2 separate regions of the Bicyclus anynana genome follow, and region 1 is linked to region 2. A link is a contact called in public Hi-C data. All regions are on one chromosome and are shown on one strand. Each heading gives the region's core, a stretch centred on a gene start, on an enhancer-like site or on the middle of the called end of the contact. The rest is flanking DNA. Distances are from core to core; before and after follow the strand shown.

Region 1 (6,673 bases), core at 3,090-5,589, 91 kb before region 2:
TTCTTAAGTGCTTGCAACATAAAGGGCGTTTAGCAGTGTTAGGTTGATACCTACAGGTCTACCTACCTAAATTACCTATATCCAATTTGATTTCTTGCCATTTTTTAAAATGTTGATAAAGGCATGTAAGCCTGTATAAAAAATCACCATAGCATGCAAGAAGTAGGAACTTATAAGTCTATTGTTCTAACAAGTTAACAACTCTGTTACAATATATATTATAAAGACAAATTAATCCATTTTGATGCAGCGTAGCTAAGCTCTTTTTCTATAAGGAAACCCTTATAGCGTGGGTCATTCGAATAATTCTATCTAATAATGGTAAAATATAGTTAGTCAAACAGATACATTTGACACAGCCTTTTAAACATAACAATAGAGTAGGCTGTACCTATATATTACAGTTATTTCTTCCAAATATAGGCTCGAGCATGGACATGTAATATCTCCCCCAGTCCCCGGGGATCTCATCTGGGTGTATCAATCGGCGATATTGGGTGTGCCCCGGCTATCGAAGTAATCTTACAAATACCGCCGGATATTATTCCGATGCCCCGGGTACGGGTAAGGTACGGTATAGTTTTGTGGATGAAAATGGAAAAAATGTAACACGTAGCCATCTATCTGTGAAATTAGATAGAGCAGGCAACAATGAATTGTTATTGGAAAACTTTGAACCACAAATAATAAACTAATCACAGATAAATCAATAATATACAGATGGAGCGTACTTAACACGACGGTGTCGTAGCTGCTCCAAATACAAAATTCAAAAAGTAATACATTCTCGAGTCAGTACGACACGAACTGTCGCACCAGTAATTTTCAATATTATTCAAGAAAAATGGCGTCTTGTGTTTTTAAAAATTTTAAAAACCGTTCTCAAAAACTTAAGGAATAAGATGGTGTTTTTTTTAATGGTAATTATTGATTATTATATTAATTTAGGTACGTAATAAGATCAACTTTAGACTCTTTAAATACTTAAACTTATTGACAGATCTGTAACCACTAGACTAACGAAAAAGTAAGTCCGATGATTACAGAGTCTCCGAGTCTTTCTTCTATTCAAATCATTAAAAATTCTCAGCCCGAATTTGGAAAGTAGATGGTAATCCCATGCCTCGAAAGCACGTTAATCTATTAGTACCTGATATATTACTGTTTCAAGAATCAAACCTTAAGCCAGCCAACCTACATTGATGCAGTGTAATAGCTCTAAGCTCTATATAAACTCTTCAGAAAAGAAGGAGGTCTGGCCCTGTAAGGGGCCCATAAAAATAGGCCGATAATGATGATGTTACTCAATGGATAATAATCAGTAACGGGCAGGAACTAATGTGGTAGTGTGCAGTCACTAAACACGGAGTCAATAGGCGTGGTCACAATCTGGGAAAGCACCAGGCAAGCAGAAATTGAAGAGCGCTATCGTATCGAAATCCTTGGTATCTGGGCCGGCAGTCTCCGAGGAAATCATTGGGAAGGCAACCGGAAAATTTACCGCACATTCCGTGCCGCGAGTAACACACCTGCATCTTTCTTATGCCCTGATACCTACGTGCTCTATTTTGTTGCCTTGGGCTATTAAAGAAAATTGTCGTGTTTTCTTTTGTAACATTTTCCGGCAAATCTGATATTTTTCTTGTTATATTCTTATCTGACTTATTAACGCTGACTGACAGTCAGTCAGTCTTAAAGGTAGGCATAAACTGTCGTCGGTCCAATTCTTATTTCATATGGATCGGTTTTAAAGTATCGGTCTTTGTTAAAACTTTACAACAGTATGAAAAATTTACAATCCATAGAATACGATAGAAAATAACCAAGATATGAAATGAATTAGATTTTTGTATTCACTACTTTAACTACATGAACAGAAGTTCTTTGTTTTAAACTAAACAAACTTTTAATAATTTCTAGAAACAACAAGGAAAATACCAAGGTATTTCACAACAGTACCTACGTCAAACAATTATAGAATCGATTAGAATAAGTAATTATTCACAAGTAGTTTTAGAACCATGCTAGAACTCAAATAGCGGCTATAAATATTTAATGACCGATCGAAGCGTCACTGTTTAACCACTTCGACTTTTTGTATTAAAATTAAACTCAGTTTAAATTCCTTTTATTTAGTAGGAACAATTTTACCTTGTTACGATGGAAAGAGATTTTCAAATTATAGGTATACGAATATTTGGCATTATTTGTGATAAGCAAAATCATAAATTGGAGTTAAAAAAACATTTCAAAAATGCCTCAAACCCAACAAATTCAGCTATGTATCATCATCATCATTAACAACCTATATTCGGCTCACTGGTGAGCACGAGTCACCTCTAAGAATGACAGGGGATAGGTCTTAGTCTACCACGCGGGCCAAATGCAGATTGGCAGACTTCACACACATAGAGATGCAGATTTCCTCACGATGTTTTTCCTTTACCGTTTAAGTTGGAGGTGCATGCCCCGGACCAGCTTCGAACCTACGCCATCCGAATCTAAGGCATATCATATCCACTAGGCTATCACTTCAGCTATGTATGACTGTTTCATCAGAGTGAAACAGTCATTTTACATAACGGAAAAAACACCACCGAGGTACAAACAAACCACTCATAATAGGCAATACGGATGTCTCCCTTTTTCACAAGAAATAACTCTTTAAAATTATCATCATTACATTTGGTAACAAACAGTAAGAGTTAAATGCCGTGACGCACCCAATTTGAACCTGTAACCTTTCCCGCCAGTGAATGGGTCCAGAAATCGGAAATATAATTAGACCACATTGTCCCAACAATCACGACAGACCGCAGGCGGTCGCCGGAAAAACTACGCACTTGACATTTGGCGCAAAGTCCGCAACGCAGTACGATGCGGTTATCCAGGGCTGGCACACACACACACAGTTAATTAAGTTAATTTACAATACAAAAATGTCTGAGCAACCAATCTTTTGTTATTTTTTTTTGAGAAATAGAGAAATATAATATAGTGAAATGGCTCGTTTATAGATAAATTACATATGTACTTATACGTTTTAGTTTTCGTTTCCAATACGTACGGAAAAGATCTGAAATTCTTGGAATATTCTTAAGGTTACATTGAATCTGGTTAACCAACCATTTACACCGTAGGTGGTAGGTACAGTTAAGTTAAGTTATGTTTAGTAAATTGTAGATAATAGGTAAGCTGTTTCCATATAATTGCAACATTATTCATTATTATTTATCATCATTAATTTTAAATTGAAAATTTAGCTAGACATTTTAAGTACTCTTTCCATTTTAATAGAAAAACGCTGATTTCTTTTGATCTGTAGTGTGTGTGTGGTTCTTGCTTTTATGGTACATTGGTGCTTTCTCAATGTATTTTTAAGCGCAAATACAGATTTCGATAGTTTTGCCAGCCCTGGTCACGAAAACGGCGCAATTTGCGGCCGCAGGTCCGTTCGGCGACACGAACGCAGGATCTGCGCCCGGCGTACTCCAATTGTTTTTGATTGCGCACGCGTTCGTTCTCATTCGGTAATTGCGCAGTTTTTGCGGTCGCTGCGGTGTCGCGCGTCACGCTGGCGGAGCTCACCGTGTTAAGTAGTCGTTTCGGTTTTGTGTCTATGGTCTATGCCGTAGAGTATAGACCACTGTGATGGTTTTGAGTCTGTGCAATATGGTATAGAGTATATTTAATAAAGGCTTACGTGTGTTACTTGCTAAAATTTGTCAAACAAACCATCGTTGGATCTTAATAAACGATATGCGGTATGACACCAAATATCGTGTCGCCTTATCCCGTTTCTTTACCGTCTACGCCAAAGTTATTCTCTGTTGAAGGGAATGCTACTATGATTTAGTATACGTCTATTTACTTTTCTGTCTAAGAATATTATATATGAAAACAATATAATTATAACTACGATATTAATTGTTAAATAGGCACGATGAAAACAATGCTGCACAGTTTTAAAATTAAGTTAATTGCTTAGTTTAAGTACAACACATTATCTCTAACCAACAGACGGTAACAATATAAGAATAAGAGAAAAAAAATAAAATTTAGCTTACTGAAACATTACTAGACCTACACGTGGCAACATACGAACAGTTGAAGCAATGCTTGTAAATAGCGAGACTATAAAGCAAGTAGGACCGCAGAACGCAAAAATGGCCGACGACATCCATGCTATTATGTTAAACACAAACCACCTGTCCTCGCAATCACAACGAGCGACGATGGCCCGCGTAATCGCCGTAATTCGCCGTAATTCGATGTAATTCGCTGTAATTCGCCGTAATCAGAGTGGGGTAGTGCCGTAGCCAATGGTGTGCTAATGGTTACCGCCTACGCGACAGGTGGATCTGAAGACTCCGCGATGTCGAACTTTAACAAAATGTCATATGGACGTGTCTAGAGTGATCAATTTCAAATAAATTAAATATAATTACGGAAATATTACTTTAGTTTGGAAAATATCTTATTAATTTATTGAGTGCATTACGCAAGTCGTCTAGAAATTCGGGTTTATATTGAATTTTCTGATTTGCTGAAACCGAAATTGAACCTACTGTACTGTATTGAAATAATATGTTTAATAACAGACATTAGCGAGATTAGGGCAAACAGACACAGAGATAAAATATCTATATCCTTCTCAAAGATTTCAATCTGTCTCCAAATCAACAAAATTCATCAAAATTCTTACTGAAAAAACAGAAATAATCTTTGCAAACAATTTATGTAATTATAAGAAGTACTAGGTCATCATAAAAGTCAAAGAGGTTCATCAATCATAAAGCACCATTCAAATCAAAGTCTCAATCGCACTTCTCATAATACAAACCAATTACGGCACGATTTGACAATACGCCCCGCGTTCTAATACTGTAATAGCAAAAGCCTGGTAATTACAAGGTGGTAATCAATGTAATAGAGTCGATTACGGTAATATATCCGCGGCAGGATCTAGGTGAGGCTAACTACCTAATTTGCCATCATCTGGCAAATTATACGTAGATTGCCAGGGGAACATAGAAAATTACATTTATAATGATTCTGTGTTCTTTGTCTACCTATTATTGATGGTATTTTGTTTAAAACCTTCGGAGATTCGTGTGTGTGATAGCTGCATACATTAAATATTGATTGTATGTATGTTTGTTTGGATGTTTGTTACTCTTTAACGCCGCTACTAATGAAGCGATTTGGCTGAAATTTGGAACGGAAATAGATTTTACTCTGGATTAACACATAGGCTACTTTACATCCCGAAAAATTCCAGTTTGAGGATGGTTTATATTAAGTAAAAAGATACCGGTCAACTTGAGAACCTCCTCCTTTTTGAAGTCGGTTAACAATACTTATTTGAACAAGATCAACGGTCTTAGCTTCTTTTAAAAATTGAAAAAAAACACACAGTATTTTTACATAATGTGCAATATGTAATTAGGATGTTCGATTTTCGAATTGAAGAACAGGTACGACGGATGAAAGCATTTAAAAAAAAATACAAAGATGTGATCGCATATTTAGTGAAGATCGTACCGTATGTAAATCGGGAACGATAACAACAGTACTAGAAACACGGTAATACCTTCGCCTCGGCCCATTCAGGCGCGTCCCTAAAAGGGCTGGCCCGCTGCGATTGCAAATTGCGACAACTCTTTGTTCTGCGATTACAATTACAGGTATCGGCATCGTACCATAGATACTAGAGTTTGATAACGTGGAACGCGTGTATCTTTTTTTTTTGGTTGAGTCGTTTCTAAGCACAGTAATAAAGTCGCGGAATTTCTTTGTTTTTTAGCAGTTATCTGTGAAATTAAATTTTAAAAAGTTGTTAACGTTTTAAGTGAGCCACAAAGTTCAGTTTTGTAGCCTATTATTCGGTTCACTTTTTGCAGTGATTTTGTAGGGACGTAACCGATCTATAGTATAAAATTATCATTGTCGACTAACGTCTAACGACTAACTGTCATTATGACTAACGGCCTAAGAGTTGAACGTCTTGACTGTAATACATATTTATCAATAAAAATATTTATAAATGCAAATATTTTACCAACTATCCATAACATTAATTTAAATGTGGCCATAAGAACAAACAATAAATTAAATAATATGTTAATTTGACGATATTAATTAATCAACAGCCGATAAACTATCTCTATAACAAGACAATGCTCTATATGGAGATCAATAAATAAATTATAACACTTTACGGCACACTGAAGTGGCGATAAAGTTAAACGCGTCAGCATATTTTACAGCACACCATTAAGATTTATTAACAAGGCATTTAGTTACCGAGATTAAATAATAATAAAATCCCGTCCAAATCAAAGGAATCCTGCCCTAAATCACTACAGACGGTAGTAACTAAATAAATATTTTCACAAGTGTTTATAGTTAGTTTTTTTTAAAGTATTCCTCGCAATAAATCATTGCGTTTGTGAAAACAACGAATCCTTTGTAATCGTATAGGCAATTAAATTTCCGAACGTAAAAACGTCCCGTTTGACGTGTTATTTCGGGTAGCCATCTTGGGCTAGGCGCCGTTAGGATATAATTTACAAGTGATTTATGGCGGGGAGTTAATAGATTTTATTTGCGCTGCGACTCTTTTAAGTGAAACTAATTTATTCGAGTCTGCGCCTTGAGATTGCCCATATGA
Region 2 (6,662 bases), core at 504-3,003:
TTTAATGTTTATGTAAAGTACTCGTATTAGCCCTTCGATAGGTTTAGTAATAAGTATTCAGATGACAAGAAACTTAAAACAGTTAAATTACTACAATTGAAAATATTCCTGCGTTAATTTATTAATAAAATATTTCTGCGTCAATTCGTCGTCCGAAATTGAACTTTTACTATTGCATTTTTTTTGGATTAAGGAACCCTAAAGAATTAACAACACCAAAATAATTAATATAATAAAAAAAAAGTGTGTGTCAGCTCCGACACATGAATGGAGTTTACTCTTTCAGATCGACTGTCTAAATAGGTGTATGTTGCCCCGCAGTATACACTATGTACGTCTCAATACTTACGCCTGAAAAGTGAAAGGTGTGCATCCGAGGAGCAGCAGTCCGCGGCGCGCCCGCCAACAGCGCACGGTTTAAGGTGCACAAAAAACGTAACGCTGTCATTCGTTCATCGAATTTTTCTGCCCATATATTTTTCATACCGGGGGCTATATATGAAAAATCGATTCTTAAGGAGTAAACTCAAAAAAAAAATAGCAATATAAATACATCGACACTAATAGAAACAAACAAGCCCAATAACATATAGTATATAGGTATAGTCGCCTATACAGAGCTCGCTCGGATTCTATAGTCCCTATGTACGTCTCAATACACTCACAGCTAAATTAGAAAGTTGCGCACTAAAGGTGCGCACCAAAAACGTGACACTTTTTCGTTAGTTCAGTTGGTTTTACCCCTCGGATTTTTCTCACACCGGGCGCCTTATATATAAAAAATCGATTCTTAAGGAGTAAACTCCAATAAACTCCAAAAATATTTGACAAATGATCTAAGAATTGAAACGTCAATAAAATCGAATGCAATAATTGCTCGAGCAATAACAATAAGGACAATATTCTAATTGAGCAGTTATTATGTGCACGCTCGTAAACCGAACGTTTTATGCCGTTTTGTGACAGTTAACCCGCAATAAATAAATCAGGTGAAAAACAAATATCACTGTCACTGGGGCGTCATAAACGCGAGGAGGTATTTATCTCGACGCAAATAGCTGAGCGTCGCGACCGCTGAATGCAGTTTCGCCCATTTCGCAAATAATCTGAGGATTAGCGCGGGATTGATGTCAACGCGCGTTTTTGGTGCGCTCTCCTTGCGTGTATTAATAAGCGAATATATTCGCTTGGGGTTATGCTGTTTGCGCATCAATACGCAGATCGAGAGGTCTGAATTCCGCACGCATCGCAAACTACGAGTACAAGATGCGTGTTACTTTTTTTGTACAGGAAACAAACTGTAATGCAAATAGTACCATGTGTTTTCTATCCACTACTATATGTCCTCTACTTCAAATAATAAAAGCATAAATTTTATATTACATTCCTAAAACAAGAAAAGTTAAGTTTATACTTTTAACTTAGTTAAAAGTTTGTATACGTGTTGTAAGTCGGAAAATAATAGTTAACATTTTTTTTTATTCTTTACAAGTTAGCCCTTGACTACAACCTCACCTGATGGTAAGTTATAATATTCGAGAAGATCAACAGGTGCTGATCATATTCAGGAGCACTCGGACTTCAGCTCAAACTGAAATCAATGAGTTAACCCGTATATTACTTTATTGACCCTGTGAGTACTTATAAATTCAAATTACCTTTCGAAATCGTCCATATTATTTCCTTTTCCAGTGTTAAAACTCTACATGCGGCGCGTGCGATTCTCGCGCTGCAATGCGCGGTCAGCCCGAGCCGACCCGAAGCGTTGGCCAAATAGTAATTGCTCGCTGTTATGCTTTCCTGGTACTTGTTTACTGAGGCTTAATTAAGAGCGGCCGCTTATTTATGTACAGCGTGCTCCTTTCCCAACTCGAGCATAATATACGCACGCGCCCGTTAGAAAAGATAAACCATTGCGGACATTTATGTTTTATATCACTAAACGAATGGGCATATTGCTTTTTTTTAAACGTTGCAAGCTTGACAACGTTTGTATTATATCCAATGAAAAACGTAGTTTGATAAAGTGGCACATTGCTTGGAATACACCGGATTTAACATTTTTTAGACATAACTATGGATTGGCTAATCCGATTTTCACGAAACTTTAAGAAGAAACTTCTATAAATATAAAAGACCACAATTTTACCGTGATTGACGAAGGTCCATGAGAACATGAGAGAAAAAGACTTGACGAAAAATTACGTTAAGGAAAGAGACTTAAAGCGACATATGATTAGGAAAGTAGTATAAAGAGGATAAGACAAGGCATTAGAAGAAGAAGAAGACGATAAGGAAGAAACTAAAAAACCTCTCTAAAACACTGGTTATAAGAGTGCAAGAAAAGAAAGAAAGTGCCAAAGAAGAAGACCATAAGCAAGAAACTAAACTAAACTAAACTTCACTCTGGAATTTTCTATTAAAAACGCTTTTAAATTATTCTGTCCGTTTACGATTCCGCAGATACACACAGTGCACAAAGTAGTTCTAAAAGAAAATGTAATTTGTACCACTTGTGTTAAAATACTAATTTATGGAAATACTATTATCGTAAGAGTGAGATCTTGTACAACAAAAGGTTTAAGACCTATCAGATATTGTAGCAATGTGAACCAATATTATTTTACTAGCGGACGCCCGCAACTTCGTTCGCGTAAAATCTGTTTTTTTAGTCCAAGTTTATTATTTAGTGGATAATTCCGGGATAAAAGTAGCCTATGTTCTGCTTCAAGGTGCACTTTATCTCTATACCAAATTTCGTTCAAATCGGTTCAGTGGTTTAACCGTGAAAAGGTAACAGACAGACAGACTCACTTTCGCATTAATAACATTAGTATTGATTTTATATCTAACAGACGCGTTTGCGTGAAATTCACCACCACCATGGATATTTCTGGGTTAAAAAGTATCTTATACGTTGCTTAATACCCTCTTCTATCTTTCAGTAAAAGTTTCGATAAAATCGCTTCAGCCGTTCCAGAGATTAACTTGAACAAACTGACATTTTTAGTAACATGTAAATAACACTTCCCAAAGTGCTGGAACGGCGACCCCGCACTAGAAAGCGCAGTCTTGGTCGACCCCCCACCAGGTGGGCTGACGACATCAAGCGAGTCGCAGGGATTCGCTGGATGTGGCTCAGTATCGTGATGTATGGAAGTCCCTACAAAAGGCCTACGTCCTGCAGTGGACGTCCATCGGCTGACATGATGATGATGATGATGATGATGAAATAACACTTGAGCAAAATACAGTTATTTCTAAATTACACAAAAAGAGTGTGGATGTTTTCATTTCAGAAACCTCTATCGCGTCAGAGGTTAATAACATTTTCTCGGAACAGATTTTGTCAATGTTCGTCTTTAAGTTAGAGATTAAATTAGGCATTCAGACGGCAGCGGTTGTCAACCGCTCTATATTTACCCGCCATACGTCACTCGGGTAACGAGGTGGGCGGCTCTGATGCATTTAGAAATGCGTTTTTTTTTATTTCGCTTCCAAACGAACTAATCTCGAACTAGGTTTATGATGGTGTCAGATTAAGATGTTTTTTGTGGTGTTTAAGCAAATATGTTCTCGTAAAATGGGGTAGCTTGTTAAAAGATGTTTAATAGTAAAAAATATTGTAAATAAAATAAATCTGATATTGACTAATTTAGGTATGTAAATACGTAGGTGGATCTTGGAGAAGGACATAGTATACTTACTTTTTGTCGCATAAATAGATAAAGTGAGAGAAAATTAGAGAGATGTCAACAAAGTCGTACAAAATGTAAAAGAAAACAATTAATTTATGTAAAATATAATTTAAAGATTATGTTGAATTTTTTAGATGTTCTAACAGGTTTTCTACTCTTCTTCAAAAATAAATCGTTAAAATTGGTTCAGCTGTTCTTGACTTACAAATAACAGGTAAATGACCCGACTTTATTTCATACTAGCCCCGCGGTTTCACCCGCGTAGTTCCCGTTTCCGCGAGAATACGGGCATAAAATATAGACTATGGCAATCACAATTAACGGGGCTTTCTAGTGGTAAAAGAATTTTTAAAATTGGTCATTAAATCTACAGATTACCCTCTACAATACCAAACATTTTGCCTAATAAACATTTCGAAACGGTCACTCATTTCGGAAACTGCTTGACGTAAATACATTAAATATGGTAGGGAGGTAGTTTACTTAGTAAATGTCCATTAAGAACGGAAAGAGCGGGATGAAGATAGTTGATATTATAATATTAATATACAATTATATACTACATATAAATACTTATATAATGTATAAATACACACAGACACTGGAAAACACCCATGTTCATTACACAAATATTTTCCAGTTGTTTGCAAAAAGCAGGGTCACTACCCACTGCGCCACGCGGCCGTCAAATCTAAGGGCGGACGAAGTCGCGGGCGTCCGCTAGTATTAGTATACATTTAGATTTCACTGTTCTAAAAAGTGGTAAGACAGAGGAAATGCCGCCAAAGCCACGTTATAACCCAAGAACAGGTTGCGACGATGTCCGCCCAACATTGTGCGGTTCGGAGCGTTTGTACATCATTAGCCGCGTCGCATAAATCTCTATGATTCCGCATAAATTAGCATTTTAACGGGCAGCGACAGCGACGCGAACATTTAGCACTTCGCGAAATTAAAACAAAAGAGAGCCGGCATACTCGGCGTTCGCAAGTGACACATAGTATGCCAAAAATAATTTTGACGACTCCCCCGGCTTAGTTGGTAGTGCTGTGATTCTCAACCGAGAGGTCTTAACTTCGATTACTCTTTCAGCTCGTTGACAATAGAAATCACAATGTCAACAATCATCATCATCATATCAGCCGATGGACGTCCACTGCAGGACATAGGCCTTTTGTAGGCAAAAACATCACGATGCTGAGCCACCTGCATCCAGCGAATCCCTGCGACTCGCTTGATGTCGTCAGTCCACCTGGTGGGGGTTCGGCCAACACTGCGTTTTCTAGTGCAGGGTCGCCATTCCAGCACCTTGGGACCCCAACGTCCATCGGCTCTTCGTACTATGTCAAAAATAGTAGATTATTATATAAAAGGGGCTAAAAATACCCATTATATAGGTACGAGGTATCTTTAGGGAACAAGCCGAGGGCCGCTAAATAGAAACCGAGTGTGTTACACTACACGTTTCATTACGAATAAAACTTAAATAAAATAGCTCAGTATAATATTCTATTTTAAAATTCTTTTTGCAGACGCAGCTCGCAACTCAATAAAAAACAAATGAAAAAAATTACTCATCCCATAGACAAGAACGCTGCATTTCGTTCCAATTTTAAATTTTTATCAAACAATTAGGGCCTTACTTATTACTCGTACCCACCTATGATGATTCTATTTACCAATAAAATCTTCTTCGGTTTATAGAGGTCATTATTTTAGTATGATTACACTATAGTATGATAAAACCCTTTTCGTTTTAAAGTAGTAATACAAAAATTAAAAAAAAACAAACTTTAGCCCCTAGAGGCTGAAATGCTGTTTTAGCCCCACTGTTGAGTGGTAATAAAACGTGTTTTTAGCAAGATTAGTGAAAAAATGTTTTGAATTGGGTATGCTGTAGTATTTACTCAGTCATTGACGGTCAATTATTCTCACGTTTCTGCAGCGCAAACGGCAGCGAAGACGTTTCATAAGTCGAGCCGTCATGCACGTAGCGACCAATACACTATATCAGTCGTGGGTGCTGCAGAAACGTGAGAATAATTGATCGTCAATGGCGTGTATTAGGAACACAGCACTGAGCGATAGGTATACTATATAGGTGTAGAGATACATAGGTGTAGGTGTCGGTGTGCCACGGGCCCGCCGTTTCCGAACTGGGGCCGTAATTAAAAACAAACGGGCGTGCCATTGTTTACGAATGTGCTGCCTTTGTGTGGCGCGCCGTGATGGCTGCGGGGAGAGTGGAGGGGGGAGGTGGGAATTGTGTCAAAGTATCAAAAACATCAGCTCTTTGAGAGTACGTATTTGTTGGTGTATGTCCAACGAATGAGGAGCAAGAAGGCTTTTCAAGCAATATTTTTCTGCAGGCCGTTTAGTTTTTAACCAGGAATTTCAAAGCTGAAACTTTATTATTATCTACGTATTTATTAATTAATATGTCTGTCAAAATACATGTAAATATTATTCATTATTGATTTCTTATTAAGTTTTAATTAGTAAAATACCTATGTATTACCTAACGCACATAATACTTGCATATTAGGTATGTGCAGGTTCAAATTTTAACTCCCGTTCTGAAGTGATTCTATTTGTTATTTTTTTGCAAATTCTTAATTATTAGAACAGATGTCACTGTTGGTACCTTATTTAAGTTTTTTTCTTCTTCTTTATAATAGGTAAAGTTTAATTTTATCAATCAAGTGAATATAAATTTTCACTTTTTGCTGATTACTTGTCTGGTTACTTTTTGAAAGCAATAATAACGTAACTTCAATAAAAGTAATATAAATTATGTACAAACACACTATAGTATTTGCGTTTAAATTCATTGGATAAAATTATAATCAAAATATAAAATTACAAAACAAGTGTACACATAAATAGTGATTTTCAAAAGTAATTTAAATAAAAGCAGTAATTTAAAAAAAATACATCAAACAAGATCGCCACGGAAAAGCTCAT

The links. Hi-C and Micro-C count contacts between places; a contact is called where the count stands out from the background.
Region 1: a Hi-C map of whole body shows a contact between it and region 2, with 2.1 times the contacts expected there. The contact joins two enhancer-like sites. A contact is called at or near these places in 2 of 2 Hi-C or Micro-C datasets (whole body and whole larva).

What each region holds. Positions count from the first base shown.
Region 1 is chr21:13,579,302-13,585,974 of ilBicAnyn1.1, reverse strand. All of the region lies in intron 11 of LOC112054591 (homeobox protein homothorax), which reads right to left. Among protein-coding and RNA genes, the nearest start is that of LOC112054612, 100 kb to the left of the region's middle. Within about 2 kb of position 4,339, at least 2 of the 8 cell types and tissues checked have open chromatin away from gene starts, as enhancers often do.
Region 2 is chr21:13,485,277-13,491,938 of ilBicAnyn1.1, reverse strand. The region is part of intron 9 of LOC112054591 (homeobox protein homothorax); the gene reads right to left. Among protein-coding and RNA genes, the nearest start is that of LOC112049545, 68 kb to the right of the region's middle. Within about 2 kb of position 1,753, at least 3 of the 8 cell types and tissues checked have open chromatin away from gene starts, as enhancers often do.